Regions from separate parts of the Macaca mulatta genome. Here region 2 is linked to region 1. Evidence: chromatin contacts called from public Hi-C data. All regions are on one chromosome and are shown on one strand. The core of a region is the stretch at or near the end of the contact, and the rest is flanking DNA. Distances in the headings are between cores, read along the strand shown. Region 1 holds the start of SH3BP1 (SH3 domain binding protein 1). Region 2 holds the start of GGA1 (golgi associated, gamma adaptin ear containing, ARF binding protein 1).

Region 1 (3,792 bases), core at 391-2,890:
AAGAGCTCAGTTAGCCTGATAATATGGCTCGGGTAGTTTCCACCACAGCTGCTGCTACAACCCACATGTACTGACCCCTCCCCAGGCCAGAGCTGGGGCTCAGGACTGGGCACATCTAGGAGGGACAGAAGTATAAGCCAAACCTTGCCTTCAAGGACCTTCGGCCAGCTAGAGAACCAGACAAGCCCAGGCCCAGTGTGGTCTGGGCTGGAGGCTTGGCTGGAACAGAGTGGGGGCACCACATAGTCCAGAGACTTCCCGAGAGACAGGAAGGATGGCACCTGAGGTTCCCTTGCCATGCCACCCATAGTCACTGGCCAGCAGTCTTCCTGTTGGGAAAAGGGAGATGGGGGAAGGAACCTTGCCTGACATCTCATCCTGGCCTGAGCTTTGATCTTGGAGCCTCCCAACTTCCTACCAGGATTCCACACTCAGGTGGGCTCCCGTCTGGGAGGCTCTGGCCATAGCAGGCAGCTGTTGGGTTCCCTTCTCAGCTCCTCCCACCCCAATGAGGCCTGCCTCATTAGGGAAGAGAGAAGCAGCCAGTGAGTGTGCCAAGCCCAGTGCTGGGCACTAGGAGAATGGAGATGTGTGGGGCCAAGGTCCTGCCTCTGAGAGACGCCCAGTCTGCACCGGCACACAGTAGTGGCTCTAGTCTCAAACTAAACTGAAACTAACAAAGCAAAGTGCAGAGGGTGTGGCAGGACTCTGCGGCACACCCTCCCCTCCTCCCCACCCCTGCGGCTCCTGATGCCACAGCAGTGCAGGGTAAGGAGAGCCTACTGTCTCCCAAAGGCTCTCACATTTTGTATAACCAGCAGTTATGGAGCAACTACTGTATGCCTCACTCTGTGTTGAGGGGAGGGCCAAAGAGAACTACTGAGTTTGGGGGCCGTCAGAGCAGCACCCACATCATTGCCCTACAAGAAGGAAGAGGGACTGAGGCCATTTGCCAGGAGGAATGAGAGGAGATGAGCTTCACAGATGGAGCAAACTGCCGGGAGATGTGGAGAACAGGGTGTCGGGAACTGCTCTGGGAGGGTTCCTGGTGGCTGGGGGGATGGCACACACCTCCCTTAAAGGAGCAGGCAGGGGTGCCTTGTCCACTCTGCGGGATGGGCAGGCCCAGGACAGCTGGCCCATTAGACCATTAGAGACAAGCGAGTCTGGAGTTCCAGGGACTTGTCCACGGCCACACAGCAGCCCTTGGCCCCAGGAAGCCAAAGCTTCCAGCCAGTCATCGAGTGGTAGGGGGTTTAGTTCCAGGGGGCCAGAGGTCCTCTGCGGGAGGGAGTGCAGGGCAGTATCCCTGCAAGTCCAGAGGGGCCAGGACAGGTCAGAAAGGCCCATCCCTCCTTCGCTTGGCACCCTCTTTCCCCTTTGCGAGGGATGCAAAGGTTATTTATACCCTGGGCCTGCCGGCTGCGGGTGGGGCAGGCACCCCATCTGGGGCGGGCTGCGGGCGCGGGGGCAGGAACGGGCTTACCTGCTTCCCGCCACCAGGGCTGGGCGGGGCGCTGCGGGGAGGAGGAGCGGGGCACAACCTGTGGACGGCCGCGGCCGGCGGACTCACAGCAGCGGGGGCCCGGCTGGGGGTCGCCGGGGGGCCCGGAAGCCGGGGGAGGGCGAGGAAACCAACTTGGAGAGAGGAGTGACCTGGGGGCCGGGGGCGGAGTCGTGAGCGGGGGAGGAGAGAGCCGGCCGCCAGCGAGAGCCGCGCGGCGGCCCAGGAAGCGAGAGCGCCGCCCACCCATCCGGGGCGAGAGCCGCGCCGCAGGAGAGGCAGGCTGGGCCGGGGGCTGCCCGGGCCCGCGACCCCCGCCGTGACCCCGCAGCCCCCAGCCCGCCCCCAAGATGATGAAGAGGCAGTTGCACCGCATGCGGCAGCTGGCCCAGACGGGCAGCTTGGGACGGTGAGTGTCACCCCCTTCCAGCCCCACTCTTACCCCGGCAGGACCTGAGGGGTCGTAAAAGGGTGGGGGGAGACGGGGATGGGGGAGACTGGGGACAGCTGGGCAGCCACTCTCTGAGCGGCCAGACCCTCTCTTCCTCCCTTCTGAACGCCGCCCCCGTCTCTCGGGCAGAGCTGGAGGAGCAGGGGTGGCCTTTGCGGGAAAGGATGCCCCCCCTTACTGGATTGGAGGGGGCTTCAGGCGGGAGAATGCTCTCTGCCCTAGGACACAGATTTCTCTGCCTCCACGAGTCTCTAAGTGGATGGTCCTCCTGACCTCACTTGTTCCCTCTGGACAATGGGGCAGTTCACCACCTCTGCTTGCTGGGCTGGGGAGGGAGGAGGGTCCATTTAGGGCCGCAGACCTGGGGCGAGGGGAGGAGACGGGTCCTGGCCTGGCGGGAGGAGGGGCCTGCCCCTGGCCTGCAGCGTCCGTTCCCTTACCCCTCCCCCCACCTCAGGGGCCTCCTGCTTCTCTGTCTTGTTTCTGCTTTTCCCAGACTCAGGTGGAAACATCCCCAGGTCTCCCAGCTCCCACCCCCAGCCTCTGAGCCGGTAGCACGGAGGCCGGAAGTTTGGGGAGCCTCTGAGGGCCTGTCTTCTCTGCTCCTCTTCCCCTGCCTCAGGAGTTCCCCATTCTCTGGGTCCGGGGAGGGGACCGGGTGTCCAGAGACCTAGTTCTAGTCTCCCACTGGCACAGATGCCTACGTAGCCTGGGCAGTTAGGCCACCTTGCCATGGGCCTCGGCATCCCCCATGTGTCCCCAGGTGGGGTCCCGGGGCTTGTGCACCCCTGCCCACAGCTGTAGTCCAGAATGCTGTGTGACTGAGCCTAGGACTCTGAGCTCCCGCACTTCCCGTTCTTGGAGCCAGCTAATACTCCTCATCCTGGGGTGGGCCGAGGATTTGGGAGTGGGCAGAAGAGAGGCTTCTGTGTCCCAAAGCTAGGCCCTGGGTGGGTCTCCCAGCCTCCCCTTCAGTTTCATCTGTCCGCCCTCTTTCAGGACACAGCCCTGGGTGGAGGAGGAAAAACCCACGTATCCTATTCCCACCCCCATGGAATGTGCTCTGACTGGGATGAGGCAACTGGGCCACCCAGGGCGGGCCGCACCTGGGAGGGACAGTGGAGGCACTGGGGTCCAGGTGCCCTGCTGCGGGGAGGGGGAGTAGGGGGCGTTCTAACCCAGGCAGGCTCAGCAGAAGCGCTCTCCCCCCGCAGCACCCCGGAGACCGCTGAGTTCCTGGGTGAGGACCTGCTGCAGGTACGTGCCTGGGCCGGGCGGGTGGGAAGGCAGGCCTGTGCAGGCTGTCGGAGCAGAGGGCCAGGGCGGGGATGCCAGCTAGGGGCCCGGGTTGAGTCATTCCTCAAGCTGTTGGCCATGGGGTCCCCAGGGGACAGGAGAAAGTTTCCTGCTCAGGGGGAGACAACTTTTCTTGATCCTTAACCTCCAAACCTCCTTGCCAGGTAGAACAGCGGCTGGAGCCGGCCAAGCGAGCAGCCCACAACGTCCACAAGCGGCTGCAGGCCTGTCTGCAGGGCCAGAGTGGGGCAGACATGGACAAGCGGGTGGTGAGTCGGGGGTCCTGGGAAGGAGGAGCCTGAGCAGGAGACTTCCGTCCAATGGGGAAGCAAAGTCGGGGCTGGGGTTTCCTTGCCAGTCTGAGTGGCACCAAGGGCATGGAGACTGCTCTGTTCCAAGGCCTCTCTGGCACTGCACTCAAAAGGCCCTGTACCTTCCCTGTCACCTTTACCCCACTTTCCTGTGCACCAATCCCCATAAGCCAAGGCCAGGCCTCTGCCAGCACCTGAACTTCTCTGTCCACTCAGCATGCAGAGCAGGC
Region 2 (3,792 bases), core at 366-2,865, 33 kb before region 1:
CAAAAACAAAATAAAACAAATATATATACATATAAAATTCATTTCAGCAATAAAGGACACAAAAAGCTATAAGTATACACTACGTTACAGCTTTTATCGAGGAATGCAATAAACATACGTATCACTTCCCTGTATAATCTCAATGGCCTGCGGGAGAGAATTTAGAAAAGCATCCCAGTTGCTGAATGGTTGAGTTTAGGGGAAAAACTGACCCAGCACAACCCCCTCATCTCCTGGATGAGGTTACTGCGTTTCTGCAAGGTGAATCGAGGTCAGTCGCCAAGGCAGAACCGGATTCGCCAGATTCCCTAGTCTTAGTTGAGCTTTAACCCTCCCAGGCACAGGACCGCTGGAGACGTCGCCACGGGCCGGTTTCCCAGCCGGCCAGGAGGGGGCGACAGAGTGTGATGGACCCAGGTGAGTCGGGGACCAGGAGCCGCCAGGTCGTGACGACACAAGGTGAAGGAGGTGTTTGATGGAGGGAGATACAGGAGAAAAGGCGCCGAGCTTAGGAAGTCTGTTCGTACTGTCCTCCTCGATTCTGGTCTGGCCCCCACTGCTATCTTCTTCCCACTGCTGGACCTTTCTAAAACAAAAGCCTGACTTTGCTACCATCCGTAAAACTAACGACACCTCCAACGTTGCTCACAGTGGAAAAAAAAAAAAAAGGCAGCAAAACATGGGACCTAGGTGATCTTGCCCCAGCCTAATTCCAAGATATCTCCTGCAAATAGATATCTATTTGCAGATATCTGGGAGCCGTATTGAAATACTTCCAATTCCCTGGACTTATTCTACTTTTTGGGGAGCCGGGGGTGGGGACGGAGTCTTGCTCTGTCGCCCAGTCTGAGTGCAGTGACGCAATCTCGGCTCACTGCAACTTTCACCTCCCGGGTTCAAGCGATTCTCCTGCCTCAGCCTTCTAAGTAGCTAGAAATACAGGCACGCCCGGCTAATTTTTTTTTTTTTTTTTAGTAGAGACGGGGTTTCACTGTGTTAGCCAGGTTGGTTTCGATCTCCTGACCTCGTGATCCGCCCGCCTCGGCCTTCATCTTACTTTTTCTCCCTGAATATCTTTTCGCACCAGCTCTACGTGGAGAAATCCGACTTTCAGCCAAATACAGTATCACTTTCTCTTGAAACCTCCCCTGACACGACCCCTCCCCTGACAACACTCCCACCCACCCCACCCCAGTTTGGGGGAGGAGCCCCCTCCTTTGTTCCCACTACCCCGTGGGCTTCCCCTATCACACTGTGTAATAAATATCTGGCCTTGTCTATCTCCTCCCGTGCCCTGTGCTTTGCATTTGCAAAGAGCTCATTAAACGTTTACTGGATGAATGTAGGAGACGGCACAGGGTTCAGCCTCTGCCACTTCTGCAGCCTCCGAATTATCTGGTGGGTTTGTTGCAAGGAGTCAGGAGTAAATGGATTAATTACAAATAGTGCTTAGGACAATGCCCAGAATACTGTAAGCACTCAAGAAACTGATTTATTTTCGTCATTTTCACAGCAGCCAAGGTACCTAGCGACGTACCTTATCGCCCTTTTAAGGGCCTTTCCCACGTTCGCCTCTGAGCGGAAGTACCCGCTCAGGGCTCCGGAAGTGGCCTCAGAGCCCCTCAACAACATGCCTGCAGAGCATTCTTCCGGAGGCGGTCACAGACATCTCCGTGACGCAGAACGAGTTAGAGCGTCCCTTGGAGTTTCCATGGTGCTGCCCTTACCCTCCAGTCTCTCCGCTTCCCCTCCCGCCTGAGCGCCGGGAACGGAAAGGCAGGCGGCTGGTCCCAGCCGCGACGTAGACACCGCTTGGGGAAGGGGCTGGGCGAGTACGTGACGCTCTAGGCGACCTCGTTGGCCTCTCTATGGTGCCAAGCGCGCCCGTGCGGACGTTGCCCCTTTAATCGACAGAGGGCGGTGCCCAGGAGGTCCCGCGAGAGCTGGGGGGGCGGGGGGGCGGTGCCGAGGCTGGGGGCCGGTGGCGGATGGAGCCCGCGATGGAGCCGGAGACTCTGGAGGCGCGAATCAGTGAGTGTCCGGGAGGGGCGCGGACCGGAACCGGAACCGGAACCGGGGGCACGAGGCGGGCCCCTTCACGGTGGGGGCGGGGTACGGGGCGCCCCCTCCTCACGCCCCGCCCCCGGCCCGGGAGGGGCGGTGTCCTCAGTCGGCCCCTCAGACCCTGGAGTGATGGAGGACCCGGTCCTCTGCGCGGTCCAGCGGTTGGAGCGGGCGCCGCCCACCTGTCGGATCCCTGGGCCACGACCCCTGGGAGGGGGAGTGAGCTGCGCCCCAACCCCCCAGGCTCACATTGCTTCGCGGAGTAGCGGCCCGGGGAAGGAGCGCGCGAGCGGTGCCCCGGGGTTGCATCTCACACCCGGGAGGGAGGGACCCTACAGTTCTCAGGCCCCGAATCCTCCACTCTCTGGCCCTGCATGGCGTTCCTGGAGCACGCAACTACTCACATTTGCTCATTACCCCGTCCTGGAAGGGAGGACCCTTTTGATTCCTCCCGCAGGTCCCAGTCTCTGGCCACACAGTGAGAAACCCCCACACCCTACAGGCTTGGAAGAGTCTTAGACTCCAGAAGTATTAATAACTCCAAGCTCCCTGTCACTACCTTCAGCCTGGCCCCTCAGCCTCCAAGATGCCTTTCCCAGCTCTTGCTGAACTTCCTTCAAAGGCCTCTACACCCCTTTTTTTCTTGTTTCTCCTCAGACACAGCTTCCTATTGCTTAGGCTTCCTAGCCCCCGACCCCTCCACCTGAGCTCCTTAACCCATAGCCCTGATGATCCCCCGCTGTCACAGCCCCGCTCCTGGACTCTGCCCCTGAAAGTCGTGGCTGGCTTCTCCCTGGTCTAGTGAGGGCTGTCTCCCAAGGCTTTAACTGCTGTTGGGGCCTCATCGTTGCCAAGGCCTCAGGGAAGCCTCTTGGACCCGGGCACACCGGCCACTGTCTAGCGTGGCTTGGGGTCATGGCCAGCCGCTTTTAAGGCAGGCTTGAGCAGAGTTGAACCATGAGGTTGGCCCCAGAACCAAACCTCTGGGGATGTTGGAGAGTCATCCTGGCCAGCAGAGAGGCAGGGGGTGGAAAAGGGGCACTCAGCAGCCCTTGACCGTTGTGAATGCCACAAGTGTCCGCCTGGGTCTCAGCAGCAACTGGGCTGGGGGGATGGGTGGGCCCCTGACTCACTGATCTCAGACACAGGACTTGAGCTGTGGGTCATACAAAACATTCTCAGGTTTAGCAACAGTGGAGGTTTTCTGAGAGTCCAGAGAGTGTAAAACCAGGCAGAAGTTAGAGATACCTGGGTTTGGCTGGGCCCTGACACATTGGGGCTGGAATTTTCTCCTTTCCTTCCCCTTTGTGTCCTAGGAGAATTGTAAGATCTTCCCTCTTCCCTTGTGGAGGCTGGAGGTAAAAGGTAGCTTCTTTATTTATTTTTTTATTTTTATTTTTATTTTTTTTTTTTTTTGAGACGGAGTCTCACTCTGTCATCCAGGCTGGAGTGCAGTGGCACCATCTCAGCTCACTGCAAGCTCCGCCTCCCGGGTTCGCACCATTCTCCTATCTCAGCCTCCCAAGTAACTGGGACTACAGGCGCCTGCCACCACACCCAGCTAATTTTTTTTGTATTTTTAGTAGAGACGGGGTTTCACCATGTTAGTCAGGATGGTCTCGATCTCCTGTCCTCCTGATCCACCTGCCTCGGCCTCCCAAAGTGCTGGGATTATAGGCGTGAGCCACCGTGCCCGGCTTTTTTTTTTTTTTTTTTTTTTTGAGACAG

What was found. A called contact is a pair of places that touch in the nucleus more often than the background predicts.
Region 2: a Hi-C map of blood shows a contact between it and region 1, with 2.9 times the contacts expected there. The contact joins the promoter of GGA1 here to the promoter of SH3BP1 in region 1. A contact is called at or near these places in 2 of 14 Hi-C or Micro-C datasets (blood and liver).

The regions. Positions count from the first base shown.
Region 1 is chr10:13,893,235-13,897,026 of T2T-MMU8v2.0, reverse strand. It overlaps SH3BP1 (SH3 domain binding protein 1), which reads left to right and starts at 1,640. Exons shown (of 18, transcript XM_015150292.3): 1 at 1,640-1,913; 2 at 3,170-3,212; 3 at 3,416-3,520. The coding sequence starts at 1,855. It overlaps LOC144331679 (a long non-coding RNA gene), which reads right to left and starts at 1,697. Exons shown (of 3, transcript XR_013399047.1): 1 at 1,487-1,697.
Region 2 is chr10:13,926,543-13,930,334 of T2T-MMU8v2.0, reverse strand. GGA1 (golgi associated, gamma adaptin ear containing, ARF binding protein 1) reads left to right here and starts at 1,615. Exons shown (of 15, transcript XM_077949692.1): 1 at 1,615-2,031. The coding sequence starts at 1,989.